Regions from separate parts of the Mus musculus genome. Here region 1 is linked to region 2. A link is a contact called in public Micro-C data. All regions are on one chromosome and are shown on one strand. The core of a region is the stretch at or near the end of the contact, and the rest is flanking DNA. Distances in the headings are between cores, read along the strand shown. Region 1 holds the start of Dmrt3 (doublesex and mab-3 related transcription factor 3). Region 2 holds the start of Kank1 (KN motif and ankyrin repeat domains 1).

Region 1 (4,996 bases), core at 1,893-4,392, 370 kb after region 2:
TCCCCTGCCCCGGCACCTGTCAACACCAAAGTTACCATGTCATATAGCCAACAAAATAGGAACCCCGACTTCCCCTTGAGTGAGAATACAGAACAGATGTCCCCATGTGGCTTACATCAAGCACATTATGCAACTGTCCTTTGATTAAATGTTGCGGGGGGGGGGGGGCGGGGCGGGAAGGATGGCACCTATAGGGACCTCCAGATCAAGACCAACACTTTCTCAACACGAACACTGGCCTTCGGAGCTTCCGATGTTCACGTTGTTCACGCTGAGCGTGTTCCAAAAGGAGCAAGCACGACGTTGTTTCAGCCACTTGAGTATTAATACCTGCCATATCTTACCGGGCGAATTGTGGTTTGAAAACACTAGCACACCACTCAGAGGAGCTGGGAGTGGGTGTCGTCTGTGAGGTTACTTTCACTTGTAACCCTCCCCCTCCCTGTCCAATTTCTTTGATGATTTTTCCCATAAATGCATAAGCTGCAGGGACTTAGTAGAAGCAGGCCGCGCCCCCTAAATGTGATTCGGACCATATGCTTTCTACATTCATCCCCGCATGGGCTTTTCTTCTCTGAACTAACTGCTAACACGTTATAGTCACCTTGAAATTTCCTCTGCTATTTTCCAATTAAAAGCTTAATAGCCCTGGAAACGGAGTTCATGTGGTGAAGTTTACCATAGCCCCTTGTTCTGAAAGGCTTTCTGCTGGGATCCCATTATGTGCTTGAATAAACCCTTTCTGCAAACAGAAATGGGACTCGGGGTTGTCAGGTGTTGGGTTACAATAGACTTTGAGGCAGGGGACATTTTACCAACATAAATACAAACCTGTCCCTATAGGGAGATGTTGTCAAATACTGGGATATGGAAAACATTCCCATCAAATATGAGAAAAGGATTACCGCGCTATATCAAATGAGTATTTAGATCTCGGCCCTCGATGTGCACTGGAGTGAAACGGGGCCCAGTACCAAATAATACCAGAGTGTGTGAGTGGCACTGGGATAGGGTGGCTAGGTGACCCAGGAAGGAAAGGGGATTGCTTTGAGAATGAAAATGTCCCCTAAAAACCTGGTGCAGAACTCTGCTGCTCTCTTTCCCCAGAGAAACTAGTTACTCTTATTTTCCTGATCTGTTTCCCTGACCATTTAAAGAGAAATTCAGCTTCGATAAAAGTCCGTGGTCCTCGTCTTTCTTAGACGCACAGATTTCAGATTGAAACAGTACAAGTTCCCAGATTCGTGCCATTCGCAGAGCATAAAAAGTGATTTCTGTACCTTTCCCCCCTGTTTCGGGGCCCAAAGATCAACGCGTGACCCTTGTGCCCCGTCTCCACAATTTACAAAAGTCCTACTAGTTGTAGAGTTAGAAACTTGTTTTTCTGACCAAGGGTGGAAAGAGGCCAGGTTAGAAGGGTGGGGGGAAAAGGGCAAAAGCCAGGGGTACTGGTTCCGTGCAGTTTTGGGGAAATTATCTTGGAGATAGCATTCGTGTGCAAGGGGTTCCTTTCCAGTCCCAGCAGGTCAGCCCGGAACAACTATCAACTCCTCCACGCACCTGAAACCCGAGTAGCTAAGGGCATCGAGGGGGAAAAAAGGTACAAAGCTACATTTATATTCCGCGTTCAAAGCTCTCTCCCGGTTCCAAATCACTCTTCTGGGCAGAGAGCTTGCTGCTTGAACCTCGGACGACACAGTCCTAGAATTCACAGCAAACTCAAGATTGCCAGCGATGCTCTCTTCCTTGGCTGGCGGTAGGGCTGGGCACTGGAAAGCGACCTCCAGAAAGAGACTATGGTCTCTGTGCAGTTCAGGAGTCAGGTACCGCAGCAGACCCGTTTACGTTAACTTTCACCCACACAGTAAGAAGCGGAGCGCACGTTCCCAGGGGCCGCTAAAAGACCGTCCGGGACTTCCGTTGGCTCCTTCCCACTGAGTTGTTAAAGCGGTCCTGAGCCTACTTTATGCCTTGATTTTTGTTCGGTTGTTTTCTTGGTTGAGTGAAAAAAGGCAGCCTTCTCTACACGTACGTAGTAATACTCGACATTGGACAAACCAATACTGAAAACAAGCAAAGAGTATAAACGAAATTTATGCTGTAAAAAAAAAAGGCTTATGCAGTCTAAGGTTATACAGGAGACTCTTCATCGTCACGCAAAGATTGTTACGAGTAGGGTCTATTCCTTATTCTTAAGTAAAACACAGCGTCTGTGGGGATTTGAACTGGGCAATTCCGGACCTTGGCTGATTCAGTGGCCTTTGCGTGAACAAAATACCAGGTAACTTTGGGGCCACTAATGTGTCTTCTCCCTACACCCTCGGAAAGTTTAAACAGTGCTTAAGAAAAACATCCAAGAGAGCACTTGGCAGTCCAAGGCAGAGAGGTCATTCAAGGCAGAGATTGTTTATTTTAAAGACAAGAGGAGGTTAAGTAGAAAATTGAAGTTACCCTATAAAACGAGTTGTCTTCCTGAAGCCTGACAGATTAAAAAAAAAAATACTCATTTTTCTTCTGTAGCAATGAAAAAGAAACTAGATTGCAAAACCAAGCGAAGAATTCCCGAATCACTACTACCCCTCTTTTGATTCCTCTTGCCAGGTGGAGACTTTCCGGTTCTTGAAACCCGGTTCTCCCGGGGCCGACCTGCGGAGTACCCTCAATTCCCTCGCAAGCTCCGAATGGCTGAGGCCAAGGGTGGGAAGGAAAGCGGTCTAGGGCTCAGTGCTTCGAGGCCAGTGCTGGAGCGACGTGAGAGGGTAGGGGAGAGGCCTGCCGGCTGGCTTACAAACACCCACCCCCCTCCCCATCGTCCCCCGCCCCACACCCGGTCCGCCCAGCGCTCCCGCGGTACCGCAGCGGCGCAGTCCCTCCCGGCTCAGGAAGGGGTAACAGAGCGCTTGGCAGAGGGGGCTGTGAGCGCCCCCGCCTGAGAGGCCAGGCTGCAGGTGGCGGGGAAGGTGAGGTGCAGGAACCCGAGGGGTGCCTGCCAGGGAGGAGGAAAGCGCGTGGGGAGCGCAAGGAGGCTGGGACCCCGATTGGGGGGGGGGTGGCGGCGGGAGGGAGGAGGGACTGGGGGGGGAGGGTGGCGGAGGAGGTGCTGGGTCCAGTCTGCGAGGAAGGGACCAGGGAAGGAAGTGGCTCAGACCGTAATCAGAGCTCTCCCCGGCTCCTTGCAGCTGCTGGAGAGCCTCAGCGTGGGAGGACCTGCGGGTGGAGCCTGCGCCCCGAGAGCGGCGGGCAGAGAGGCGGCACGCGTGGGTACCGGCGGGCTGCGAGCGCCATCGGAGCCGGGGAGACTGCTGCCGTAGCTCCGGCCGCCGCGGACCTTCCGGGGCCTCCCGAGAGCGGGCCTCCGAGCTCTGTGCTCCAGCTCCCGCCGCCGGCCGGGGGGAGCCCTGGGCATGAACGGCTACGGCTCCCCCTACCTGTACATGGGCGGCCCGGTGTCGCAGCCGCCGCGGGCGCCCTTGCAGCGCACGCCCAAGTGCGCGCGCTGCCGGAACCACGGGGTGCTGTCCTGGCTCAAGGGCCACAAGCGCTACTGTCGCTTCAAGGACTGCACCTGCGAGAAGTGCATCCTGATCATCGAGCGGCAGCGGGTGATGGCGGCGCAGGTGGCGCTGCGCAGGCAGCAGGCCAACGAGAGCCTGGAGAGCCTCATCCCGGACTCGCTGCGGGCTCTGCCAGGGCCCCCGCCGCCGGGGGACGCTGCGGCCACCGCCGCTACCGCCTCGCAGTCGTCGCCAGCCTCCCAAGCGTCCCAGCCGCCCGCGCCGCCTCGTCCCACCGCGGAGTTGGCCGCGGCCGCCGCGCTGCGCTGGGTCGCGGAGCCCCAGCCCGGGACGCTGCCAGCGCAGCTTGCTAAACCAGGTGAGAGCGTCTGCGGCGCTGGGGTCGCGCTCCGAATGAGGGAGCTTCGAGGGCTCTTCGGGATCGTGGGGGAAGGCCGAAGACAAGTTTGTGGGAAGTGGACCTGGTTGGACCTGCCCCACCCCCACCAGGCACCGGTTCTTACTCTCCCGGAAAGGGGGTCTCGAGAGTCTGAAGCCGATGGAACCCAGGAGCCCGCCAGAGGGGCCAACCAGATCGCCTGGCTGTGTCCCTATCGTCAGAGGCTTTCCCCGGGTTGAAAGGGAACATAGCAGGTCAATTTTAAAAATAAAATGATGTCTTGGGGAAGACCGACTTTAAACACACCACAATGAGGAGGGTTATCCGGGCTGCGGGTTTTAGACGGGTGGGGGCTCTCACTTGGAGCGAGGGGGTAAGTAGGTGCTGGCTAGCAGTCAGGGCCCAGTGCTTTGCTGTTTCTAGGTGATTCTTGGCTTGGTCCGGAACAGGCGTTTTGTCTCTTACTTAAAGGAACTAGGAGTCGTTTTGTTTTTTTTAGCCAGGCTAAGAGGCCTCAAGACTTAGAATTTGAAAAAAAAAAAAAAAAAAAAGGCGCCTTTTAAGAACTCTAAGGAAAAGGCTCCAAAGTGAAGCTACTTAACTCTCTTTTGCTGAACTACTTCTTTGGTCCTTTATTGCCATTTCCCGGGCTGCTGTGGTGTGAAGAAATTAAAACCAAAACTTGGCCTACAGTGGAGAAAACCTAGCAAGTGCCTTTCCAGGATTTTGCGGGGTTGGCCTGGCCTGAAATAATGAGGGGCTTTCTGGCCATCTAGCTTCCCGCTGTTCAGATATGCTCTGATTTTGGGGATGGGTTAACAGGGTTCTGAGCCCTGACAGTGGGCAGACCCCGGTTTCTACTTAGTTCTCTCTTTCTGGCTCTTTCCTGAGTCCCTGAGTCCGGCTGCCCCTATTTTAAGCCTCTTCCTCTCTTTCCTCCGAGGAACCTCTAGCTTTACTCCTGGCCGCTCGCAGCCTCCTGGCAACCGGAATTCAATGGAGTTTGGTGTTTCCCCTTCACTGGGTAAACGTACAAAGGAGACAGGCCCATCTCCTTCGGAATGGGGTGTACTGGAATTAGGAGTGAAAGGTCCGTAGTTTT
Region 2 (4,560 bases), core at 1,901-4,400:
TATGCCTAAAGATTATACTTAGCACAATATTCCTGAACTAGGGTTCTGTCCATTAGCAACATATAAAACTTACCCGGGATGCGATAAATTCTAATTTTTTTTTTCTTCAGGGTTTCACACACTTATTTCCAGGGAGCAGGCACCGGGGCTGCCATACTCTCTTGAGCATTGTGCTGGGTCCTCTTTTCTTTCCACATTTAGATAGTGATCACCTTGTTTTCTAACAGCATCGGGACTCTTGCAGCCATTGCCTGGGCTTCTTAATGTTTATGAGTGAGAGGCAAGGTACCGTACACAGTGTGAGCTCAGCACTTGGCATAGGAGAGAACCGAGGCAGTCAGGTGGGCCACTCCTCTCTGCTCCCTTATGTGATTCAGCCTTCCTACATAGCAGTATTAAGACCTGTGCTCGTGCCGGGCAGTAGTGGTGCACACCTTTAATCCTAGCACTTGGAAGCAGAGGCAGGCGGATTTCTGAGTTCAAGGCCAGCCTGGTCTACAGAATGAGTTTCAGGACAACCAGGGCTACACAGAGAAACCCTGTCTTGAAAAACAACAACAACCAACCAACCAAACAAACAAACAAAAAAGACCTATGCACGCACAGAGTACTTGTTTGATGGGTTAGAATTTCTCTGGAAGACCAGCACATCACTGATTTTTGTTTGTTTGTTTGTTTTTTGCATGTTGCACTTCCAAGAATTGCCTCCCTCTGTGAACCATTCCATTCTAAAGACTGGTGTTCTCTTTAGGTCATTCCCAGTCCTGTCTCACTGCGGGGAGCTGCAGAGGGGATGGGGTATCCTACAGCCTGGATGGACCTTCAGGTGTTATTCCAAGGGAAAGAGGCCCCAGCTTTCAGAGCCTTCATATCGCTATGTTTTCATTCATAGGAAACAAAAACCAGGCAAACCTTAGAGACAGAAAGTAAACAGTTTAGTGGTTGCCAGGAGCTACGGGAGGGGAAGGGAGAGGAGGGGAGGGAAGGGGAGGGGAGGGGAGGGGAGGGGAGGGGAGGCTGCTGATGGCTGTGGGGTTTCTTTGCAGGGTACAATGAGTGGTACTTCTGAATACACTCAAACACCCCCCAACTGTGCACAGTGAGGGTGAGTTAAATGATGTGTCAATTGGCTTTAATGTAAAAGAATGAGTAAATCAAAGATAAAATTTCAAATATAAATCTGAAAATTGAATCTATTTTTCATCCCCGAGACAAGGTCTCACTGTGTAGCATTGAATAATCTGGAGACCAAGCTGGCCTTGAACCCCCAGAGATGCATCTGCCTCTGTATCCCAAGTGCTGCGGCTAAAGACTTGCACTACCACACTGGGCCTGCTGTGTTTTATTGATCACATCGGCCCACTCTTTGAGATCCTATATGTTTAATGCTTGCTGAGTAAATGTAAGGAGGGAGAAATGAAGGGGAAGTCAAGACTTGGAATTCTGGAGGGGTAGGCATTACAAACTATTTTTTTTGCATGTGTATGTATGTATGTTCATGTGTAGGCACACTAGTGTGTGCAGATGAACATATATACTCATGTGAGCATGTAGAAGCCAGAACTTGAAGTCAGATGTCTTCCTGGACGGCTTCCCACCTTATTTACTAAGGCAGCCAGTCTTCCTGAACTTACAGCCCACTGACTGAGCAGTCTAGCTAGCCAGGTGAGGACATTTGAAAAACAGGAATCCCATGGTTCCGATCCTCTCCCTGTAAGCACGTTTCTCAGGAATTATCCTGTATGAGTGGTGTCTCCCACACCATCTACTGAATCCAAGGACCCTCTTAACCCATGTAGAAACTGAGGTTCCCAGGAGGAGACCTTTTGCTCTGTTACCCATTGCCTTTTGCTTGTTCTAACAGTCTGGTCTAGGAGAAGGGGTGCTGTGTGTGTGTGTGTGTGTGTGTGTGTGTGTGTGTGTGTGTGTGTGTGTGTGGTGGAGTGGGCACGAAACAATCGAGACGATCAGAACCTTCAAATCTGTCTTTATGGTTGTTTTAGCAATACCCATTTTTCATATAGCTCAGCCTGGCCTGGAACTTGCTATTTAGCAAAGGATCCTCCTCGCTCCAGATTTTTTCTTCTTCTTCTTCTTCTTCTTCTTCTTCTTCTTCTTCTTCTTCTTCTTCTTCTTCTTCTTCTTCTTCTTCTTCTTCTTCTTCTTCTTCTTCCTCCTCCTCCTCCTCCTCCTCCTCTTCCTCCTCCTCTTCTCCCCACCCCCTTTCTTCTCTTTTTGGTTTTCTGTGTAGCCCTGGCTGTCTGGAACTCACTCTGTAAACCAGGCTGGCCTGGAACTCAGAGATCCGCCTGCCTCTGCCTCTCAAGTGCTGGGACCAAAGGCATGCAGCATCACTGCCCGGCTTCCAGGCTTCTGTTATGTTCCCCAGCAGTTATGTTGTTTTTGATCACTGGACTCTCTGTCTTTGGCCATCTTCTTGAAAGAGGACTTGTGCCTCAGTTCCCAACTCATCTCTTGTGGATCTACTGCCCTTTCTTCTGATGAAGCTTTTAGGGACAAGTGACTTCTTTCTTGTGCTCCACACCCTGTAGCCAGGCCTTGTCAGTTTGGACTCCAGACTCCTCACTCTGCTAGGAGTGCTGGAAGGAATGAATCTAGGTCCCTGCGGCTTGCTAGTTGGCTGGAACTTTCCATCGGCTCCAGAGCGGACTTGAAACCTCGAGTCTCCTACTCCATTCAGGTTCCCAAGCCAACGTCTTAACGGCGCCCGGTAACAGGCGCTATTAGGGTGCTACTCTGCTCCTGGCGCGCCCAGCTCCCAAGGTCGAAAACTTGCTCGCACCGAACCCCCTCCAGGGCGAATGGGAGGGTCGCTCGGGCGGGTAGGAACCAGTGGTGTGGAGGTGCGCCTAGGAGAGTCGCGGCGGCGCGCAGGCGCACTGGGCTCTCCACGGCCGGCTCTCGGGTACAAAGAGCGCGCGGTGCCTTGCGGACTTCTCGGTTAGAGCTGCAGCCGGTTTGTGTCCCTGCACTCGGTGGCTCCCGGCAGCCGCAAGTTACTCTTGCACGGCCACTGCAGGATTCTGCTCCGCGATCTAGTGTAACTGGGGTTTGAGTCTGGCGCTGCCCGAGGCCCCGCCCAGCGCTTCTCGGTCCCTCCCCGCGAGCCGCCCGCCCTGTGCCAGCTCCAGATTCGCGGCGCTGGAGGTGAGTAGTGGCAACGCTGCGCTCCTGTCCCCTGCAGGGACGATCTGGGGCGCCTGAACTCCGACTCTACCCTGAGCCAACAGGGTGCCCAGCCTCACACTCTTGGCGCGTGCTGGAGCGCACGGCGACACTGGCCCTGAGATTGCCCTGGGAAGGTCCGTGGGGTTGCCTTGGCTAGCAGTCGCCTGGGATCACCGCTGGCGCTCGAGGGGGCGGCGCCTCCCGACCTGGAGTGGGGCGCGCTGGTCCTTTGATACTAAGCCGTCCTTTCGGAGCCGGAGTGCAGTGCAGTGCAGTGCAGCGCCCTTTTCCGAGGCGTCCCAGGGTAAGATTGGTGTACCCTCTGGCAGTAGGAAGCGGCGATTAGTGCTCCTTTATCCCGGTCCCGGAGCGGCAGGTGGCCCTAGCTGGTGTTGCAGGGTCTGGGCGTGGGGGAGGGGTGGGTGCGGCCTTTAGGGGCCGCCCTAAGCTCCGGGACCTGCTTGAGTTCCTGAGGACCTGCAGTGTCAGGTCCAGCAGGACGGGTGGCAGCGTCCCGGGGCACACTTGGTCGCGCAGGTACGTGGGAAACCCCGCGCTCGGGAGCCGCGGAGCTGGTGAGTCTCATCCCCCCTCACCAGGTCCCTTTGCAACTTTCAAAGGCAACTTTTCGCGGGCGGTCCGGCCTGAGCTGACTCCGCGCGGCTGACCCGGCGCAGGCCTCGTTGTTCGCGTTGGCAATGTTCTGTGGCGTCCCCCAGCGCTTGTTTTCTGCACTTCTCTCCCGAGGTGCCTCTCCGTTCGTCTAATTAAAGTATGGAATCAGACCGAGAGCCCAAGACTAATCAGGAATGCCAATCCCCCGGATCAGTGACCTTGGTTGTCACCTGGGCTACTTGGGAACCAAAGCCTCCTTGCGTTAATTGCGAGTTTGTTAGAGTTGGCTTTTATGCGGTACTTAGTTATCTTGTTTCTCATTTCGTGCATCGCTCTCCAGTAAGTTGTTGGGCTCTTCAATGTTTAATCTATTTAAGTTTTATTTTAAAAGTTGGATGTAATACACATCAATATACTTTAAAATTCATGAGTCATTGGCTTTTCATATAATAATAAAATTATGCCATCAACAACGCTCCCACCTCTCCACAAAAACCATCTCCGGGACCGAGCGGCTGCTGTTTCTGTCTCTTCCCTCGGGTAAGAGGGATAGATAGATAGTGAGAAGACACGTAATCAACCTTCGGTTGTTTTACAGCTAAATTTTGGGAAAGTGCTGAGCAGGGCGGCTGCGGGAAAGTGTGTCAGTTGATTGGGGAGATTAAAAAGGGTGAGGATGGAGGAGTGTCTGTCTGCCCGTGCAGACATTCACTTAGCTGGGAATTCATTTAGCTTCCACGGGGGCCTTTGGTGATC

The links. A called contact is a pair of places that touch in the nucleus more often than the background predicts.
Region 1: a Micro-C map of embryonic stem cells shows a contact between it and region 2, with 3 times the contacts expected there. A contact is called at or near these places in 2 of 39 promoter capture datasets (the C10 cell line and embryonic stem cells), 5 of 484 Hi-C or Micro-C datasets (all in embryonic stem cells), 1 of 130 datasets of targeted methods (forebrain) and 1 of 9 other capture datasets (adipose tissue).

Annotation. Positions count from the first base shown.
Region 1 is chr19:25,607,395-25,612,390 of GRCm38.p6, forward strand. It overlaps Dmrt3 (doublesex and mab-3 related transcription factor 3), which reads left to right and starts at 3,143. Exons shown (of 2, transcript NM_177360.3): 1 at 3,143-3,873. The coding sequence starts at 3,405.
Region 2 is chr19:25,233,825-25,238,384 of GRCm38.p6, forward strand. It overlaps Kank1 (KN motif and ankyrin repeat domains 1), which reads left to right and starts at 3,151. Exons shown (of 14, transcript NM_181404.6): 1 at 3,151-3,493.